Regions from separate parts of the Danio rerio genome. Here region 1 is linked to region 2. Evidence: chromatin contacts called from public HiCAR-type data. All regions are on one chromosome and are shown on one strand. The core of a region is the stretch at or near the end of the contact, and the rest is flanking DNA. Distances in the headings are between cores, read along the strand shown. Region 1 overlaps col5a1 (procollagen, type V, alpha 1). Region 2 overlaps LOC137488861 (a long non-coding RNA gene).

Region 1 (5,332 bases), core at 1,420-3,919, 130 kb before region 2:
CATCCATCCATTCATCCATCCGTCCATCCGTCCATCCATACATTTGTCTGTCTGTTCATTCATCCATCCGTCCATCTATCTATTCATCCATACATCTACTTATCTGGATATCTATCCATCCCTATGCATCTATCTCTATTTATCTATTCATCCATCTCTCTGTCTGTGTCTATATATCTGTCTGTCAATATATCTATCCATACAAAGTGTTTTCATAACATCTGCATATGTGCTACTTCAGTGTTCAGCGGTGTTTATAGTCTCATAGGGTGTAACAGCTGAGTCTGCTCACCTGTGCAGGTGTTTTCCTCACACCAGTGGCACAGTAAATATGTCACACATCAAAGCTAATAATCAAAACCAAACACACTCAATCCTACCCAGACATTACGCAACCACATAGCTTGTGTTGGTTTTGTGTGTGTGTGTATGTCTTACTTTCCGTCTGCCAGGTTGATTCCTCTGAAGAGCGGGTAGTCCTCTGGGCCGGGTTTGCCTAAGTGATCCTCATACAGGAATACAGGAGAACGTCCCACTTCCAAACCCAGCTGCTGGATGCCCTGCTCATTATACACCGACAGCAGGAACGACTGACTGCCTTTCTTTGGCCTCACCGTCGCCAAAATGGAGAAGTCCTCCGGAAACATGGATGCTACAGAGAGAGAGGGGGTTATAACGGTAAATGACAAGTGTTTTAGTGGGGTGGGTGGGTTTATGTGCAGTCAGGTAACAAAAAAAAACACAGATAAGAGCAACATGGAAGATGTTTACAAACCATAACAGACATTTACAGAAATGCCAAATTCAAAATGGTTAATAATACATAAAACACTCTTAATATGCAACTGTGTTTTTACGCTCATTCAAGGTGGTTTTTGACCTTTAGAAAATTCATTCATTCATTTTCTTTACAGCTTAGTCCCTTTATTAATCTGGGGTCACCACAGCGGAATGAACCACCAACTTATCCAGCATATGCTTTACGCAGTGGATGCCCTTCCAGCCACAACCCATCTCTGGGAAACATCCACACACACTCATTCATACTCATACACGACAGACAATTCGTTAACTAGGCAGGTTAGGGTAATTAAGCAAAATATTGTATAACTACAGTATGGTTTGTTCTGTAGACTATTGAAAAAATATATAGTTTAAAGGGGCTAATTATTGTGACCCTAAAATGGTTTTTAAAAAATTAAAAACTGCTTTTATTCTAGCCGAAATAAAACAAACAAGACTTTCTCCAGAGAAAAAAATATTATCAGACATACTGTGAAAATTTCCTTGCTCTGTTAAACATTGTTTGGGACATATTTAAAAAAAGATAAAAATCAAAGGGGGACTAATAATTCTGACTTCAACTGTGTATATACACACACATTTACATTTGTGGTAACATAAGAAATATGAAACATACAATACAATAATTGGACAAGCAAGATTGCATTTTGCATGCAATACACCTGTACACAAATAAATGTACTGTATAAATACGAGTGTTCACATATATTTTTCGATCTACTATCGACTCTTCTCTACAAATATCAGATTTGTTTTAAACCTTAATTTCCATAGTAGACTGTTATGGTGAAAAAACAACTCATCATTTTGAGCAGCGAGGCTCACACGATGACAAATACACTTTATTTTTTGGTGGCCTTGGCCAAATTACTGACAAAATAAGTAGGTTTTTGAAGCAAGAATGAAATGTTTTGTGTGAACTACTACATTTTGCAGACATGCATTAAAATTCTGAAGTTCCAGCAAACAGATGTGAGATTCGCACTCACAGTTTAGAGAATGTTAAGACTGTTTAAAAAAAAAAAAATGTGCCAAAGCAATTGAGAATAACTCTAGAACAGCCCCCCGGAGTACACAGTTATATTGACTACATGAGAAATGTTGTGTACTGAGAAATGAGCCAAAGCGACTGTATTAACAAGCCCTAAAAAGTTTTTTTTTTTTATTATTAATATTACTTTTTTTTATTAATTTATTTATTTTTATTTATTTATTTTTATTTTTTACATAATAAGTACTGGCTAAGTTTTATTCCCCATTAAAAAAAATAATAATTTTAATGTAGAAAAATGATGTGAAAATTGTAGAACTATTAAATGAAAAAAAACAAGGCATTGGCAACTAAAAGAGGAACTAAAGTACAAAAATTAATAACACGCTTGCAAAAAAAAGAAGCTAAATAAAACTAACCATAAATATCACGTTTGAAAAAAAAATGATGTAAAAAAATTTCATTAAAATTAAAAAACCATATAAATCATTGGCATTTAAATGATGTAATACCATACTAAAAAACACTCACAAAAATATTAAAAATAAAACTAATATTAAAAAAACAAAAACAAAACTTAAATATAGTTTAAAAAATAACTTTTTTTAACAAAAAAAATCCTTGGAAATGAGAAGTGTTTGAGGGTGTTTTCTGACAGAGCATTACATCACGTCTGATGCTGTCAGGTAACAAAGATAAAGTGTTTGACAGGATAAGAGCAGAATGGAAAACGCTGGATCTCTTGGCACATCTTTGGGAAACTCTGTAACAGTCGCAGTCTGTGTGTTGATAAGAGTTCTGGATCTCCTTTGAGGGAGTAAGAAAAGCGAGAGAGAGAGAAAGATGGAGAGAGTAATGAGGAGAACAGCTGTTCCCTGAGAGACATTTTATTACTCTAATTCATCCAGCAGAGAAAGAGAACAAACACAGCCAGAATCACCAGAACAAACACAGAGTGAAAAATACCAGCAGCATTCTTAAAGGGCCAGCGCACTGAAAACAAAAAAAGAAGAGTTATCTATCATTGTTTACACAGAATCAAGATGCTTTAATAATTCCCAAAAAAATGAAAATTCTTTCATCATTTTCTCACCCTTCACTTGTTCAAAACCCATTTGAGTGTCTTTTAACACAAAAGAATTTATATTGAAAAATGCCGATTGACCAGTGACTTCCATTGTAACTTTTTTGCCCACTATGGAAGTCAACGTGTGCCAGCATTCTTCAAAACAACCTTCTTTTGTGTTCAACAGAAGAAAGAAACTCATAAAGGTTCAAAAGCCACATGAGGGAGAATATATAATGAGGTAATGTTCATGCTTTTGGTGAACTGTCCCTTTAAGAGATTTCTTGTGAGGTTTCTTATGAGGTGTCCAGCTCTATAAATGCAACTAAAAGCTTTAGAAAAGATCATAAAAATAATTTTCACTATATTCTTTTGAATAAAGTATAGGGTAAAGAAGATAAAAATAAATAAATAAATACTTTTATTTTGAAAGGGTGCATTAAATCGATCAAATATGACACATTTAATAAATATTTATCTTTGAAACAAGTATAATATACTAATCAATGAATTCTGGAAAAATTGTGACATCTAAATCACCATTGATAATTATATTAATAATATTTCTTGATCGTCAGGTCAGCATTTTGCAATGATTTCTTAAGGATCATGCGACGCTGTAGACTAATGATATGAAAATTCTGCTTTGCTTTAAAAGGAATAAATTCATTCATTCATTTTCCTTTGACTTAGTCACTTTATTCAACAGGGGTCGCCACAGCGGAATGAACCGCCAACTTATCCAGTTTATGTTTTACAGCAGATGCCCTTCCAGCTGCAACCCAGTACTGGGAAACATCCGTACACACTCATTCACACTCATACACTATGGCCAATTTAGTTTATTCAATTCACCTATAGCACATGACTTTGGACTGTGGGGGAAACTGGAGCACCTGGAGACCCACACCAACAAGGAGAGAACATGCAAACTCCACACAGAAATGCCAACTGACCCAACTGGGGCTCGAACCAGCAACCTTCTTGCTGTAAGGTGACAGTCCTAACAACTGAACCTCAAGGTCTTTTGTCCAGAATCCTTTCCTACTTTTCAGTGAAATCAAATTAAAGCATTTGTTATTCTGACTAAAATGCTCGAAATGACAATATTTAAAATTTGTAAAAAAAAATAATAACAATAATAATAATAATTTTCAGACCTTTACAGAATAAAATAAATATTAAATTTTTACTAAAACCCATACTTAATAAATCTTAAAAAATAAAAATAAATAAATAAATAAATAAATAAATAAAACTCTGAAAGGGCTAGTTCACCCAAAATAAAGCACTGTGCCACCCCAATTCTGTCATCATTTATGTTATTATATCAGGAAAAGTTTACAGAATTAAAGCGATAGTTCACCCAAAAATGACAATTCAGTTTAAAACATTTACTCAGGCAAGACTTGGCTTGAGTTTCTTTCTTCACAAAAGAAGATATTTTGAAAAATGCTGTGTGCTGTTTGGCTTTTGTGTAAACATTATAAACGGAATTGTCATTTTTGGATGAACTATCGCTTTAATTCTGTAAACTTTTCTTCATATGATGACAGAATTGAGGTGGCACAGTGATTAGCACTTTCGCCTCACAGCAAGAAGGTTGCTGGTTCAAGCCCCGGCTTGGTCAGTTGGCATTTCAGTTTGCATGTTCTCTGTGCTGGCGTGGGTTTCATCCGGGTGCTCCGGTTTCCCCCACAATCCAAACACATGTGCTACAGGTGAATTAGATACACTAAATTGGCCGTAGTGAATGTATATGAATAAGAGTGTATGGGTGTTTCCCAGTACTGGGTTGCAGCTGAAAGGGCATCCGCTGCATAAAAAATACACTGCATATGTTGGTGGTTCATTCCACTGTGGCAACCCCTGATTAATAAAGGGACTAAGCCAAAGGAAAATTAATGAATGAATTGATTTTTAGAGTGAACTCTCCCTTTAAGACTGCAGTAAAAAAAAAACACAAAGAAAAAGAAGGGGAAAGGGTGAAATTAAACAGTCTCTTTCTAAAATGAGAAAAACAGGCATGACTACACACACATGCCAAACAGATGCCCGCCGCCAGGACCTCTGGGAAAATCTGTCCTGGTCACACAGGAAGAGTGTTTTCCAGCAGACAATCACACATACATGTGTGCCGTAAACACACCTGACGGCTGCACTGCTGTTTATGACTCTTTATGGAAAGGCTTTAATCAGGTTAGAGTCATTACTGGACTCTGTAAAGTTTATAATGGTTCGGAGAGAACATTTGACTCTGAAAGCCCGTCTCCATGTCTGACTCCTCCTGTGTTTATGTCTGGAGATATTTTTTGAGTCTTCACATCAGTCTCCAGCCACTACACACACTAAACGTCTACATCTCTAGCATTTCTTGCTTTTCTTTTAAACATGAGGTTTAAATTCAATGAAATGTATTCAAAATATGTTTTTTGGTCTTTAAATATGTCTAAAATTTTATTGAGGTGAGT
Region 2 (5,342 bases), core at 2,758-5,257:
GCATGCAGCGTTTATATGTATATGCGAGTGTGCATAGGTGTGTTTTTGCATGCAGCAAGTTTATATGTATGTGCGTTTGTTAATGTGAGTGTTTATGTGAGGATCGAGTTTATATGTATGCGCGTGTGTATGTGGGTGTATTCATGCGTCAAGTTTATATGTATATACACAAGTTTCATCTATGTTGTTTTGAACATCCAGTAGTATAGGTGTATATGCGAGTAAATTATAGGTGTATATACACATGTTTTATGTATGTGTTGATAAGCAAAGTTTGATTTAAATCCTACACGGCACCTCATACGCCTTCCCACCAGTGCCGATATACAGTCATATTGCACTGCTACTCATGTAATATAGCTTTATATATATGTATATATATATATATATATATATATATATATGTATATATATATATATATATATATATATATATATATATATATATATATATATATATATATATATATATATATATATATATATATTGTAAAGTATTAATACACCTATGTACACTGTAAAAATTTGACAAAAATTAAATAGTTTTTTACGATATTACTGATATTAGTACATTTTTTTAGTTACACAAAGTTTAACCTAATTTTTTTTTGTCAGTTTGACTGAAGTTAAGATGACTATAGTAAACTTATTTGATTTAACAAAAATAAATGTAGTTTTAAATAAAACATAGCATAAATGTAATTTTTAGTGTGGCATATTGGTTGTACTACCTAAATATATTATTTAATGAAACAATATGTTTAGTATAGTACAGTAATTTATGCAGAAAAACAAATAGTACCATCATGTATAAAGGCTTTGTCATCTAGATTATACAACATATAAGATATTTTATTAAAAATAAAATACATATGGGTCAGTGAATGAGAATCCTTATAATTCAGTTATAAACATTAACTACTTGTATTTTATTTTCTATTTCAACTCATTTATGAAGTAAAAGAAAAGTCTAGATGTATATTACAAACAAAAACGGAAATTAAAAAATTATTTACTTATTTTTTTACACTGACACGGTAGTGTGAAAAAAATACTATTATCTAAATTATTTACATATCTAATATTTGTCAAATTATAAATATGCATACAGCATAGTACTATTTGTTGTGTTTTATGGATGGATGGATGGATGGATGGATGGATGGATGGATGGATGGATGGATGGATGGATGGATGGATGGATGGATGGATGGATGGATGGATGGATGGATAGATGGATAGATAGATAGATAGATAGATAGATGGATAGATAGATAGATAGATAGATAGATAGATAGATAGATAGATAGATAGAGAATTGTTCAAACTACTTATTTAAATTGAGCTGAAACAACACAATTCTGTGACAACCTATTTATTTTATGTTTAATTCACTTAAATTTGTCAAGTTAGTTTAATTGATTTGTGTTAAAATATCAAATGTTTCCTTCATATTCTTTCTCTTTTTGCACATTTCCCCGAGATTCCCCCTATATAAGATAATTACAGTTTTGTTTTCCATTTTAGCATCTTCCTACAAGTGAATATAAAGTGAGAACGAGTCAAATGAGAGCGATGTGGTCAGTCTGACAGTCTATACCTCACCACTCTTTACCATAAAACCAGCACTGCCATTTGTGCGGACGGAAACTTCACAGCCGACAGTAAAGAAAACATGGCGCGCGATTGCGGTGTAAACCTGTAATCAGCTGCTCTTGAGTCCGGCGGGCTGCGGGTGCGCTGGGAGAGCTTGTGCTCGTTTGGGGCTCAGTAATGGCCACTGTCAGCCCGGGACACTGACACAACAGCAGAGTAAATCACAGATCAGGTTTTGAACAGATTCCTCTGGATTACCGCCCTGGAACACACACATACACACTTACACACACACGTCCACTGAAGCGCTCCTATATTTTAAAAGCCTTGGTCTGGGGACCCGTGTGTCATTTGGATGTCAGCAGGTGTGACATTAATCCTGATTTATGACATTTTAATTCAGTACAACTTTCCTTCTGCCGTTTTTTTTTCTTTTTGAGAGACCTGACAGAACATTCCAGACTACAGACAGCCATTGAAGACTTTCTCAGATGACAACTGAAAAAGATTAAAGATTAAAACAAGCACTTGACATACAGTTGAAGTTAGTTTTTTGTTGCTACACATTTCTGAACATAATACTTTAAATCACTAATTTCTCATCTCATCGTCATCCGCTTTTCCAGGGCTGGGTCGTGGGGGCAGCAGTCTCAGGAGAGAACCCCAGACTTCCCTCTCCCCAGACACTTCTTCCAGCTCATTGGAGAAGATCCCAAATCGGTCCCATGGTGAGCCTAGAAGCATAGCCCCTCCAGTGTGTCCTGGGTCTTCCCTGAGGCCTTGTCCTGGTGGGACATCCCTGAAACACCTACCTAGGTAGGCGTCCAGGAGGCATTCGAAACAGATGCCAGAGCCACCTCAGCTGACTTCTCTCGATGTGGAGGAGCAGCGGCTCTATTCCGAGCTTATCTTAGGTGACAGAGCTCCTCACCCTATCTACAAGGGTTCGCCCTGCCATCCTTCGAAGGAAACTTATTTTGGCCGCTTGTATTTGAAATCTTGTCCAAAGCTCATGACCATAGGTGAGAGTTAGACTCGGGCGGGAGGCGGGACTGCTGAGATTCGCTAACTGATTGGGGCTTTTGTGTCATTCCGTATCCTTCCCTTATTCGTCAAGCTGCTATCACATGACTATAACACATGGCTTTAACGCTACCGGAAGACAGTACTGTAAACAACAACATGGGCACAAAAATGCGAGCGTTGTTTGCACTATTGTCTATTTTAGGCGCCATTGTGCAGTTATTCATTCAACTTGACCTCGTCGTCTGTCCACAAAAATACCTCTCTTGCTTTCTTTGCCATCGCGTTTAATGTTCAACAGGCGTTTGTTGACTAACAATAACCAAAGGCCGAGCGTGACGCATGCTTTATGTCTATACTAGAACGCACTTGCCCAGAGTGCGCGAATGTTCACGTGATATACGTTTTTGGTGGCGTAGTGTGGACGGAGATATGTTCAGAGATGCTAGGTGAAACGCTAGTGTGGACGCGGATCATTTTTGATCTAAAATGCTGTTTTAAAACTAAAATGCACTAGTGTAAACGGGGCCTTAAAGGCCCAGTACAAAAAAACAGCAACCAGGTTTTAGCAGCTATAATACAGAAACTTCAGACAGCTATAATAAATAATCTAATGGGTGTTTTGAGCTGAAAGATACAGACACATTCTGGGGACGCAAAAAAATTATATTGAATCTGGAACAGGGGGTAACCTAGGTGCCCTTTAAAGCCAACTCATCACTTTAAAAGCATCAGGTTTCTCACTATTTTAAAGTCAAGTCAACTGTTCGCTTTGAAAACAACTGATTTATTCAGTATTTTAAAGTCAAGTTAACTAACAGCTTTGAAAGCAATGGGTTTACTTGCTTTTTAAAGTCAACTCAACTAATTGCTTTAAAAGCAACAGGTTTACTCACTATTTTAAAGTCAACTAAATGCTTTGAAAGGGTTTACTCACTTTTTAAAACCAAATTCAACACATTGTATTTTACAGTGCATGGCCATGAAAGACTTCTTTCAACAGTAGAATTCAGCTGACCTAATGTTCCTTATAAATTTAATCTTTCTCTCTCTCTCTCTCTCAACTCCTATATCGGCCAACAGGGCCAAGAAATCTATGGAGAACATCCAGAGAGAGAGAGAGAGAGAGAGAGAGAGAGAGAGAGAGAGAGGAAGAGAGAGATTGAAAATCAAAGACAGAACATTCAACTTCAATAGAAACAAGACTGTCAGAAACAACTGAAGTAAGTGAAGGAAAGAATGAAACAACAGATCTTCATGTTTTCTCCTACTGTATGAAGACAATCAGCTTCTTTCTGTCCTTTTTTTCCCTTTCATTCGCACCCCCTCTCTAACTCTCATTTCAGCAGACAGCCTGACTCACTCCATAAAATCACTGAGGGCTCTGGGGTTTTGAGAACTGGAAAATATTCTCTGGCTTTTTTTTTCCATTATTAAGCGACTCCTAAAACCCAGGATCAACCGTGAGGAAAAAAAGGGGGGAGACGCATATGGAAAGTCAATGAGATAGTGGAGAAACGTGGGGGTAAACACGTGTAACACTTTGGTTGATGTGTCAGCGTCCGGATATGTTCTGATTTACTGCCAAACATTGTTTTTTTACGGTCCAGTTTTGCTGAATTACTTCAATAAACTTCTAGTCTCTGGGTTAGTGTGTCTAGCGAAGATTGGTATTGGAGTCTTTTTCCAGAAACATTCTTTAAACTTTAACAAACACACATAAAAAGAGTTTTTTTTGTGATTTATGGGGACATCTAATAAATTTCTATTCCATTTTCACTGTACAAATTGTATTTTCCATTTGCCATTCCCCAACACCTTAAAGGAAACTGTGCATTTTTACTTTTTGAAGACGCAAACAAACACAAAAATATTTTATATATATTTATATATATATATATATTTATATATATATTTATATATATATATATATATATATATATATATATATATATATATATAAATATATATATATATATATATATATATATAAATAAATATATATATATATATATATATATATATATATATATATATATATATATATATATATATATAAATATATATATATATATATATATATATATATATATATATATATATATATATATATATATATATATATATATGAGCTTTTTGAGAAATGGGGACATAAACAATCAACAATGCACACACAGGTTTTGGTGAATTATGAGGACTCCCCATAGGCATAATGTATTTTATATAGTCAAAACCACTTATTATATGGCCTTACACCTGGACCCAACCCTCAAAGGGCAAATTTTGAATGTCAAAAGATCCAGTCAAGTATGATTTTTAAGCATTTTGAATTACGAGGACAAAAGCCACGTCCTCGTAAACCACCAAAATAGAGTACACCTAGACCATATCCATGTCTTTATACAAGTTTTTGCCCTTGTAAACCACCAAAACCAGTAGACACACACACAAACACACACACACACACACACACACACACACACACACACACACACACACACACACACTGACCTCTCAGAAATGACCCATACATTTTAAAGAGGATTTGCTGATACGGAACCATGAGTAGGGATGTTTTCCTGTTGAGTCATTCCAGACAGAGGGATCATGCCCTGGGACACAGAGTTCCAGCCTCTTCATCCTTAAGCTTAATAATCTTTCTTTTTCCCTAGTGATTGACATGAAAAAAAGGAAGAACAAGAGAGAGCTAGAGGTTAGACAGC

Evidence for each region. HiCAR-type assays count read pairs that join an accessible place to other places.
Region 1: a HiCAR-type map of caudal fin shows a contact between it and region 2, with 3 times the contacts expected there. The contact joins two enhancer-like sites. A contact is called at or near these places in 1 of 18 Hi-C or Micro-C datasets (caudal fin) and 1 of 4 datasets of contacts at active chromatin or transcription factors (caudal fin).

Annotation. Positions count from the first base shown.
Region 1 is chr21:7,852,873-7,858,204 of GRCz12tu, reverse strand. It overlaps col5a1 (procollagen, type V, alpha 1), which reads right to left. Exons shown (of 66, transcript XM_073935764.1): 3 at 439-652. Among named protein-coding and RNA genes, the nearest start is that of col5a1, 71 kb to the right of the region's middle. Within about 2 kb of position 2,669, at least 12 of the 62 cell types and tissues checked have an H3K27ac peak or open chromatin away from gene starts, as enhancers often do. A contact at or near this core is called in caudal fin, where this site is marked.
Region 2 is chr21:7,722,041-7,727,382 of GRCz12tu, reverse strand. It overlaps LOC137488861 (a long non-coding RNA gene), which reads right to left. Exons shown (of 12, transcript XR_012397134.1): 5 at 5,131-5,287. Among named protein-coding and RNA genes, the nearest start is that of col5a1, 60 kb to the left of the region's middle. Within about 2 kb of position 4,007, at least 13 of the 62 cell types and tissues checked have an H3K27ac peak or open chromatin away from gene starts, as enhancers often do. A contact at or near this core is called in caudal fin, where this site is marked.